Regions from separate parts of the Hordeum vulgare genome. Here region 1 is linked to region 2. The links are chromatin contacts, called in public Hi-C maps. All regions are on one chromosome and are shown on one strand. Each heading gives the region's core, a stretch centred on a gene start, on an enhancer-like site or on the middle of the called end of the contact. The rest is flanking DNA. Distances are from core to core; before and after follow the strand shown.

Evidence for each region. Hi-C and Micro-C count contacts between places; a contact is called where the count stands out from the background.
Region 1: a contact with region 2 is called in a Hi-C map of seedling, with 4 times the contacts expected there. The contact joins the enhancer-like site here to the promoter of LOC123402752 in region 2. A contact is called at or near these places in 1 of 6 Hi-C or Micro-C datasets (seedling) and 1 of 1 datasets of contacts at active chromatin or transcription factors (embryo).

Annotation. Positions count from the first base shown.
Region 1 is chr6H:368,725,310-368,730,360 of MorexV3_pseudomolecules_assembly, reverse strand. No RefSeq gene overlaps it. Among protein-coding and RNA genes, the nearest start is that of LOC123402752, 160 kb to the right of the region's middle. Within about 2 kb of position 1,545, at least 3 of the 3 cell types and tissues checked have open chromatin away from gene starts, as enhancers often do. A contact at or near this core is called in seedling, where this site is marked.
Region 2 is chr6H:368,561,115-368,566,086 of MorexV3_pseudomolecules_assembly, reverse strand. LOC123402752 (E3 ubiquitin-protein ligase WAV3-like) reads left to right here and starts at 2,246. Exons shown (of 2, transcript XM_045096705.1): 1 at 2,246-2,837. The coding sequence starts at 2,595.

The sequences.
Region 1 (5,051 bases), core at 296-2,795, 160 kb before region 2:
TGTATATATACATCATCATGTATGGTTATAGTGTAGATCATGGCCGCAACCAATACTGATTTCGCTCACGATGATTTACCAGACTACCACCACGACCCGTTGTGCATGTTGAGAAGAGGAGTTGCACCTGCATGGCGTAGATACATTCATGCATAAAACATACATACTAGTGACACACGTGAGAACTTAGGCTTCTCAATCGGACTAAATTTATCAGATAATCCTATTTGACAACCTCAAATAATCTACAAAAAAGATCGGATAATCCATATCCGTCGGATATTACCAATACCATATCCATCAAATATCCGGCTGAGCAAAATCCGTATCCGCATCCATATCGTCGGATTTGTGTAAGTGCATACCATATCCTACAAAACTGATACGAGAGCGGATTCGGAACGAAAGTTATCCATACCATTTACATCCCTAACTACCTGGTTGACGGTATCTTTCATCCGTGGCTACCTTTGTGAGCATCATCTCAAACCCACATGGCCAGAAAAAGTCACACTTTGCCCCCAAACAGGAAGCAGATAGAAAGTATCAAGAAGGCATTCAGAGTTCTGCACGACCATTTTGTAGTTGTTTGTGGACTTGCGAAACAATAAGATCTGCAGACCTTGTGGAAGGTGATGACATGTTGGGTGGTCATACATAATATGATCGTCGAGAGTTAGGATGACGATGATGCCGCAGCTCTGACATGGGTGATCGTGTCCAACTTCCGAAACATAATCCAATCACATTCGAAGAGTTTATCCAAATGGATCAACAAATTCGACATCGAGTAATTCACGAGTAGATGAAGAAATATCTGATTGAGCAACAGTGGGCGGTAAAAGAAGACAATTGTTGAAATATAATATTTGAACTTTTTAAATTTTGAACTAGTGTTGCATGTGTCTATTTGAACATTTGTACCTTTTGCATGCGGATATTTTATCATGGGAACTTAGAAAAAGAAATGAGGAAGGTCAAATGTATGTCGCTAGCGTTGTATGCGTATCTATGTTTGTGGACTGACTCCCTATTCACGAACGAACGTCGGATAAAATTTATGAATTGTCGTTGGAGATGCTCCACAAGAGATTGCCAGCATCCGTTTCATAAAAAAGAAAGAAGATGATGAGTGTTTCCCGATGCATGTTTAGCGTTTTTATCATTGTACGTGCTCCTACCTACCAGGTCAAACAATGTATAAAAACACAAAAATCATGCATGATTAGTTGTAGGTGTTGTCTCGTTTATATCAGCGTCCCATCATCGTCGTTTTCTTTATTTTTTGAGAAAACCCCATCATCGTCAGTTGACCCACACCACACCGTTGAGCCTTTAGACAGCCCACGAAGGCTGGGTAAACTTCCCGCTGCCGTTTCCGTAGGATGAGCCTTTTGACAGTCGAGCTTAACAGAGATCGTCTCACCCCTTTGTCATAAAGGCCATGCCACTTTTGTGGCAGAAAGTGAGCACTACTAGTACTAGCTAGCTACGCGTACTACTCGAGCCGAGCACAGAAAAGAAAAGGGCACACCTAGACGACCTAGGAAGCTAGCTACTGTACCCACCCATTAATCTAGACGGTTAAGCCATGATTCTCGCGCGCAGCGCTGCCATCATGGCGCTAATTGCACGCACGCTCCGCTTTGCGTCGCATCGATCATCCATCACCTAGTAGTATCAGTAGAGTACCTCTCCTCTCTCGCCGGATTTACTGCTCACGCGGATGCTCGGTTTAGCTAGGCAGGTTCCTTTCTGCGATCGCGATATGGCCTAAACCAGTAAAGTATGCCCTCGGTGCGTCGATCCGGTGATGGTCGAAAGATTAAAACGGATGAGAGGGTGATGGGTCGAGATTTGGGTGTGGGCTTTTAGCGGTGTGCGCGGAAATCAATCAATCAGGATGCCTCGTGCAGCGCTGCAGACGGACGGGGTCGTCGGAATCTCGGGCTGGGATTGCCCTCACGTGCGTTCCTTCCTGCTCATCGTAAGTAAATTCATATCCCCCGCCGCTGCCTATACGCTGCCCACTTTACATTCCGCAGATGTATATAATCGTATTTCTCCCGTAGAGTTGGTACGAATGGCCAGCGGACCAACAAGTGCACTCCACCAGACCCGACCCACCTTTTTGTGCCGAGAGCTTGCAAAATAATACCACTCCGGGCGTTAATTTCTTTCTTCCCGGCGTAGCGTACTACACTAAACCGGACGTGGTAGACTATCTGCAAACTAATTAAGGCGCACCAGTTTCATATACAATCAAGCTGTACGTCTTCATGGGCTTAATGGCTACTAAGACCTTCTCCAACAGCGCCGCAAAACAAACGCCACGTTTAAAAATATTCCTTTTTAGCGCGCGCGCGACGCGGCGGGATGCTCCAGCGGGCGCGAAAAACCGCGCGCGTGCTAAAACAAGTTGGGCGCGCTGTCCATAGCCTCATCCCGCGCTGGTAATTTGGAGCGCACACTTCCGCGTGCGGCAGACTCAAGCACGCGAACTTTCTCTTTTTCTTTCTCCTTCGCACCGCGCGCGCCGGCCCCAGCGCCCCTGCCACCATGGACGCGCAGACCGGCACCCCGCTCACCCCGCTGTACAGCCGCGAGCCCCCCGCCGCCGCCGCCGAAAACCCTAGCGCGGCGAGCGTTGGCGCCGCCGCCGCCAAAAACCCTAGCACGGCGAGCGTTGGCGCCGCCGCCGCCGAAAACCCTAGCGCGGCGAGCTTTGGCGCCGCCACCGCCGAAAACCCTAGCACGGCGAGCGTTGGCGCCGCCACCGCCGGAGCTCCGCCGACCGTCGGCCTCGCGCGCAGCCTCTTCTTGCCGCCGCGGATGACCACGCCGACGGGTGGCGTCGCGCCGACGCCGTCCCGTGCCGCCGCCGTCCTGTCCCGTGCCGCCGCGGTGGGGTTGAAGAAAGGAAAAAACAACTGGCAAGAAGAAGGCGGCGGACGGTTCCGGGAGCTCGAAGACGAAGAAGAAGCATGGGATGCATGGGTGCACCTCCGGCCGCCATCGGATGCATGGGTGGCTTTGGAGCACCCTCCGACGCTATGGCCGTCATGGGAGGCATGAGTTTTGCTTCTCCCATGGGAGGCATTGGTGCACCTCCGGCCGCCGTTGAAGATCTTACCAACACCGTCGGAGCTTCACGTGATGCGGTGCGTGATGAGGTTAGGGAGGAAGATTCATCTACGGTGGCGGAAGAATCGTCTTTGAAAAATGAGGACGAAGACAAGGAAGATGAACCTGTTTGCATTTGGAACTTGGTTGGATGAACTTGTGGGCATGAACTTTTATGCATCTCAACTTGTTTGTGTCAAATTCACATGTTTGCATTTTTGCGCGCGCTGCATTTTAGCGCCGCTGCTGGAGCCAGCGTTGCGCGACGCGTCAAACCAGGCGAAGCGCGCGCGGCAAATTAATTTTTTGGGCACGGCGGAAAGCGCGGCTGTTGGAGATGCTCTAACCCGAGTTGAATTCACACAACCAGAAAAAAAAACTAACCATAGTGCATATGTCAAACGTGACAGTGGATGTACAGCCATCATGGGCCGTCGTCATCTTCTCAATGATGAAGGGTTTCGGTTGTGAGTAGGTCACACACAACACGGTTGGCCGTTGTGGATCAGGACGCTATTCCGTGACCGAGGATGCGAGAAATGGGTGCGGATTTGGTCGCGTGGATGCTTTCAACCCAATCTGGTCGCATTTGACAAGTTTGCAGCAAACGGCGGCGCCACTGGTATTTTACAACACGTGTTCTATGAAGTTCGTACTTGTGGAAATACCCATTCCCGGATACTATGTAGGAAGGGGATTACTATTTTTTTTAGTACACTCAGTTCTTTTTTCGTGGAATACCAGTATACGAAGTTCGCGGAGTATACTTCGGAAGAAGCCGTACAGGATGGTCAGCGTGAACATAGGGTGGTCATACTTTTCTTCCGTGGCTGCTGTGAAGATGACGGATGTTGGTATCAAATTTGGGGATGTTTTTCTATCTTTTCAGTTTTATTATGTAGAATTTATACTTTAATCTTTATGATATAAATGAGATACATATTATCAAATAAAAAAAAAAAATAAAGCGCCCTTCAGCGGCTAATAATCCTCTTTTGCCCTACCGTAGCAACTAATTCCTCGGTGCGGCGCTCTCTAATTTTGGGTCAAAGTTTAATTATACATTTACCTAATATTTCACCAACCTTTTTATAATATACTGTGGTTCATATTTTGTTAATTACTAGTAGTAAATTAGCCAGTGCAATGCGACGGGAGAAAAAATAAACACCACACTTTTCTAACCCAATAATCATGAGTCAAGACTCCAATAGGTTCACGCCTTTTTTTTAATGTTGTCAATTCAAGACATCTCTCTCTCTCTCTCGGCTTTAGTGAGAAAACTACTTTTATTTTCCTCTCCGGTTCTCGCGAGGCGTGGATGTGGTTATATATGGTTTCTTTCGATATCAAAGAAACACGGATCATACACTATTGATTAATGTTGTGTCTTAAATAATATTTTTTAATGATTAACATGTAAAAATCAACATCATATTCAGATTATACACGCTTTTTTAATCAACTTCTACATATAACATCTTAATTTGGAGTTAGATTTTGAAAAATATGTGGATATTAAAAAACATTTTATATGTACTACGGGTTGATTGACCCAATTATCAGGGGGTTTTATGCACAATAAAACATCTCACTTAAAACTCACATGCGGGTTGATTAACACAAACATTAGGGTGTTGTCTATAAAAGCAAAAAAACATGACCTAACCATGGATTGATTACCAGAAACATCAAGGGGTTTTCTATAAAAGCATGACAGATCAAGAATACATATTTTATTTATGAGTAGGTATAGATATAGATGGTCAAATTTTGATTCAAAATACGAATTCACGCCACCTTGGATGTTGTGGTGGATTCATGTCACCCTAGGGTGTAGCGCACTACACTAGGCAATTTGTCTACTACTTGCAAAACTCACCATAAGTCCCTAAACTACTCCTTGGTGAGCAAGTACATGTGCTTAA
Region 2 (4,972 bases), core at 997-3,496:
CACCCATGTGGCACCGCAATGTCGTTCGACCCGTCGGGCCACCTTTGCCCGCCCCGCCCCACGAGAGTCCCGAGGGTTGCCTCGGGGGGGGGGGGGGGGTCCCTCGCGAGGCGGGCTTTGACGTGGTACCCGTCATCGTCCGCGGGGTCCTCCCCGAGAGGGAGGGGAGGGGGGAGGGTCCTCGCCAGTATCTTGGTCACGAAGTCCGAAAACGGATCACGGTGGTCCCCGACATGAGTTGTGCGTGGGCCTACATGCAGACGGACTTGGATACCCGCGGTCCGACGGGCCCGACAAATTTGGTTCGATTTATTTTTGGCATGTTTTTCTATTTGTTTTTAAAATGCAGAGGGTGATCCTGGGGATATATCACAACATACAACATTTCAAATGTGAGTGTAGAATTGTTTTGTAATCGATGTTTTTTGTTCCTCCCAATTTTTTTTTGGATTTGTCTGTAAACTGCTGGCTGATTCGACAAACGAGATTAAGTCCACAATTACAGTCGCAATTCCCATATATGATTGGGTCAAAAATATAGCAATGCATGATTAACAATGTTGAAATGGAAGAAATACTCACCCGCACAAAAAAATGGAAGAAATACTCAACTTAGGGGGTGTTTGTTTCCAGGGACATTTTGGTGTAGGGACTAAAAAAAGTCCCATGTTAAACAAACAGGAGGGACTTTTAGGGACTAAAAGAGGGTATTTGGGACTATTTGGAGAAGTCCCTATGGGATGGTCTTTTGGGGACTTTTTGGCACTTTTTCCAACAATGCCCCTACTTTTAGCATGTCATTTAATAACTACTACTACATCACTAAGGGTAACATGGTCTTTTTGCATGTCATTTAATGACCTCTAGTCCCTATTTAGAGGGTGCTTGGATCCAAGAGACTAAAACTAGTCTCTTTAAGAGGCTAAAGTTCCAAGCACCCTTGACTAAAGAGAGGCTAAAACTAGTCTTGAGGCTAAAATCTTTTAGTCAGGGGTACCCCTACTAAAATGTGCATTAGTCCTCTCTCTCTTCATTTAACTCCTCATGCAAGTTCTGGATTGGAGGGTTTGGAGGATAATAAATACTCATTAACTGATTTTAGTCTCTTTAGTACTTGAATCCAAGCATCGGTGAGGCTAGCAAGTTTTAGTCTCATTACTTTTAGTCATGGGACTAAAACGTATCCAAGCACCCTCTTAGTCTCTGGAAACAAACGGGTAGGGACTAGGGACTTTTAAGTCTCCCCTAATAATAAAGCACGCATCGCTTCTGTCGTCCGTCGTCGGTCATTTTGCAGAAAAGCCCTCGCAGTTTCAGTTAATTAACCCACAGTCCAACTTTAAGTCAGAACGAACCGTTTTCTGTCGTTTTGCAAAAAAATCCTCACAGTTTTAGATAATCAACCCGCGGTCCATCTTTTAGTTAGAGCCGAACCGTTTTTTTGCATTTTATAGAAAACTCCCTGATGTTTCAGGTAATCAACCCGCCGTCCCTATTTAAGTCAGCCGAAACGTTTTTTTGTTTTAACAAAAAAACCCTGACTTTTTAGTTAATCAATCAATATTTTATCTAAAACAAAATTATCCATATCTTTTAAACCGTAACTCCGATTTTAACATGTTATATATGAAATTTGATTGAAAAAATGTATAGAATCTAAACAGAATGTTATTTTTAGCTGTTGAATACTTATTAAATATTATTTTTGGTGCAAACTTAATCTGTAGTGCACACTCTTTTTTTTCTCTCTTTACGACGACCATACGAATTGCAATAAATATCCATTAAATTAAAATCAAATTGAGAGGAAAGAAACATCGTTAACCACACATGCACACCTTTGGAAAATCTCATGGGGAGAAACAACATATTTCTCATCTTATTTCGAGTGATTGTACATTCAAACGCGTTTTCGTTGTGTGAGCACTAAGGTCATCGTCGACAACACAAATGTGACGCCATGCGAAAATATATTATGTTCAAAGCATGTGTTATTTTCTCTTCCGTTGCAACGCACGGAATTTTTGCCAGTTGAAACTAAAAAAAAAAGTTCCGGAACTTGTGAAATAAAGAGGGCCTTAATAGGTACGAGACAACTGGTCTGACGTGTGTGCATACACCATGAAGGTACTACTAGTAGTGAGATTTGACATTTCATCCATCCATGAAGGTACGTATCCCGCCCGCCCACAGCCACAAGCTTCACTGCGATTTATGGCGCCCACCAACCGGCGACCGAACCAGCCAAAGCCTTGGCAGCACCAATTTCTCGTTTCTCCCACCATAGTCAAAACGCCGCCCCCTCTCCACCATCCTCCTGTGCGCCGCTTGCCAGCCTGCCTGGCTGTCTCTCTGTCGCCCTGTCTCTCTCGCCGCAGAGGTCAAACCAAAAGCAGGCAGCACGCACACCACCGCTCCCCTCCCCTCGCTCTCCAATGGCGGCTCCCTCCCTCCTTCAAAACCACCGCCCCTTCCTCTCCTCCTAGTACCCCTACCAGTCAGAGGGAAGAAGAGGCGGGTGTCACGTATACTACGTAGTACACAAGCGTTTTGTGTGAGGTCCCAGGGGGCGAATCTGCCGGGTGTCGGCGCTCATGGAGGGGATGTGGAGGAAGGCCAAGAGGGCGATGGGCATTGGCCTCTGCGCGCACCTCCCCGCCGTCGCCGGCGACCGGGAGGACTGCGCCAGCGAGCGCCGCGCGTCCGACGCCTTCTCCCAGGACTCGGCGGCGCTGGCGGCGGCGGCGGCGCACGCGTCCGCGCCCAATACGCCGGCGCAGGCGGAGGCAGCCGGTGCGCTGCTCCGCAGGTCCAAGTCGGGAGCCAAGTCCTCCAAGGTGAGCCCTTTCTCCCACATCCCTCCTTCTGCCCGGCCATTGCGTTAAGATTTGTCCTTGGTTTGCGTGCGGGCTACTCGGACATACTACAGTACTACGCTAGATGTGAAATGCCGCGGTCACCACAGGCTTCCCCTACAAGTGGTTGAGTCCAGGTGTTGGTTGGAGCAATGTGGTTTCACCAGTGGAAGATTTAGGTCCAGATGTCGTTCTTCTTGCCGGCAATTTTTGGTTGGAGTGATGGCAGTTCCGTTTTGGTCTATCTTGATTTGCGTCTAGCAACAGTTTTGTATGCATCTGACTTTTTTAATTGGGAGCATCATGTTTTGTCTCAGAACTCCACCTGTACTAGTAATTAGATTTGCCATTTCATTTTGCTTTTATTGTTTTCTTTTTCTGTCCCCGGAGGAAGACGAGTCGGCAGATTCTCACAAAAAAGTTTCATTTGCATATTTGATGATTTTGTCAATCTATTTCTTTTTAACATTGCTCCAAGGGAATATCCCAATTTTGTTTGCACATGCCCATTGACAAAATAATGCTAGTCTGTTTGTGCCATATTCTACACCACCATAATTTTTCATATCCTGTCGCTCTCTTCTTCACTACATATAGGTAGATTTCTAACATAGTTGCAATTTTTTTGGTATCGACTTACGGTCAATTCCACTTGCTCTTTTTTCTGTGGGATAAACGTAGCTTAACGTAAGCTTCATTTCAATCGTCTCTACTTGTTCCTGCCCGAAAGGGAAAGTTGGCCTCTCTGGTCAACAATATCCACATGGTCACGTGTATCATCTTACCATCACGTTTCTTAATTTGCTAAAGGCGAACCCTTCCAACTTGAGCTGTTATCCATTACCAGGAACGCTGAATGGCCAGCCTTGCATTACATTTTATTGGCATTTTTATTTTTGTTATCTTGTATTACTAGCTTGTCATGGCAAGCACGTGATTGCTTTGAATGGTCCAAGATCTGATTTTTTCTTACATTAATCACTATTTTTTTTTGTGCGGTGGTGACGATTCGTTGATGCCTTTATCGATGGGTTCACACTTTATAGTTTACTAGTAGTATGTATGACTTGGTTAGATGTTGTACAAGAATTGGCCAGCAACTTCCCTAGGATCTCCTCAATATGTTCTTTGGGAGAAGGATCTCCTAAAAGGGTTGACATTTATCTGCATGGTGTTAGCTTGGCGGTGCTCAATTTGCTTGCCTTGGTCAGAACTCAGAAATAAATGGAAAACATTTCAGAGAATAAAAACCAGGTTTATTATTTATTGCGATGCTTACATTACTCATCACTGCCTTTGCAAACGCTAAATATGCAATGTTTGCAAATCTTTGCCAAGAAATTTATTTTTGTGTGCGAAGTTAGGTAGGGCCTCTACTTGTGGCATAGTGTGATGCTTGAACTAATGTCTTCCTAACTTGTTTAAGAGTTGCCAAACTGTACAGCTGGAAAACCACAATGACAGAAATGCTGATTCCATTGGTTTTTGTGGTGTCGGCAGTCCCTGATAAATACAACTAGGAGCTACTTTAGCATAGTGATGTATGGATTTTTATCAGCAATTTTATGTTGACTAGCATTTGTGGTAGGTATTGTCTAAAGTTGTCCCATTTTATGCTTTGGTCAAACCAATATTAGTTGGAACCTATACAGCAGTGCTGATAAACAGATGCATCCATTAAGCACTAGAGGACAGTTGAATTTGATCGTGGTTTTGTCAAACTCCTAAAATAAGTCCCTAATTGTTATCCTTTGACCTTTATTATGTATTGCAATAGTATGTTTTGCACTTCTATTTATCTTTTCATGTGATGTGCTGGTTGGTTTTCTGTGTTAGTTTTATTATGAAAATACAGTAAAGAAAATAGTACCAACCTTGGAAAAATCCTTTTGTCTATTCCACTATATTTAGAAAATATGAAAATTATAATTATAATATTGGTACACTGGTGATAATTATAATGAAAAATTGGACATGGTTGAGAATTGAGACCACCTAACGAGAGGGTGGGTGGGAGGATATAGCATGCAGAGTGGCCTTGAATAAATGTTCAAATGCATGCATGAGGTTGAGACACAGCTACAAATCTACAAGTTGATTGAGATGAGCTTTTGTTT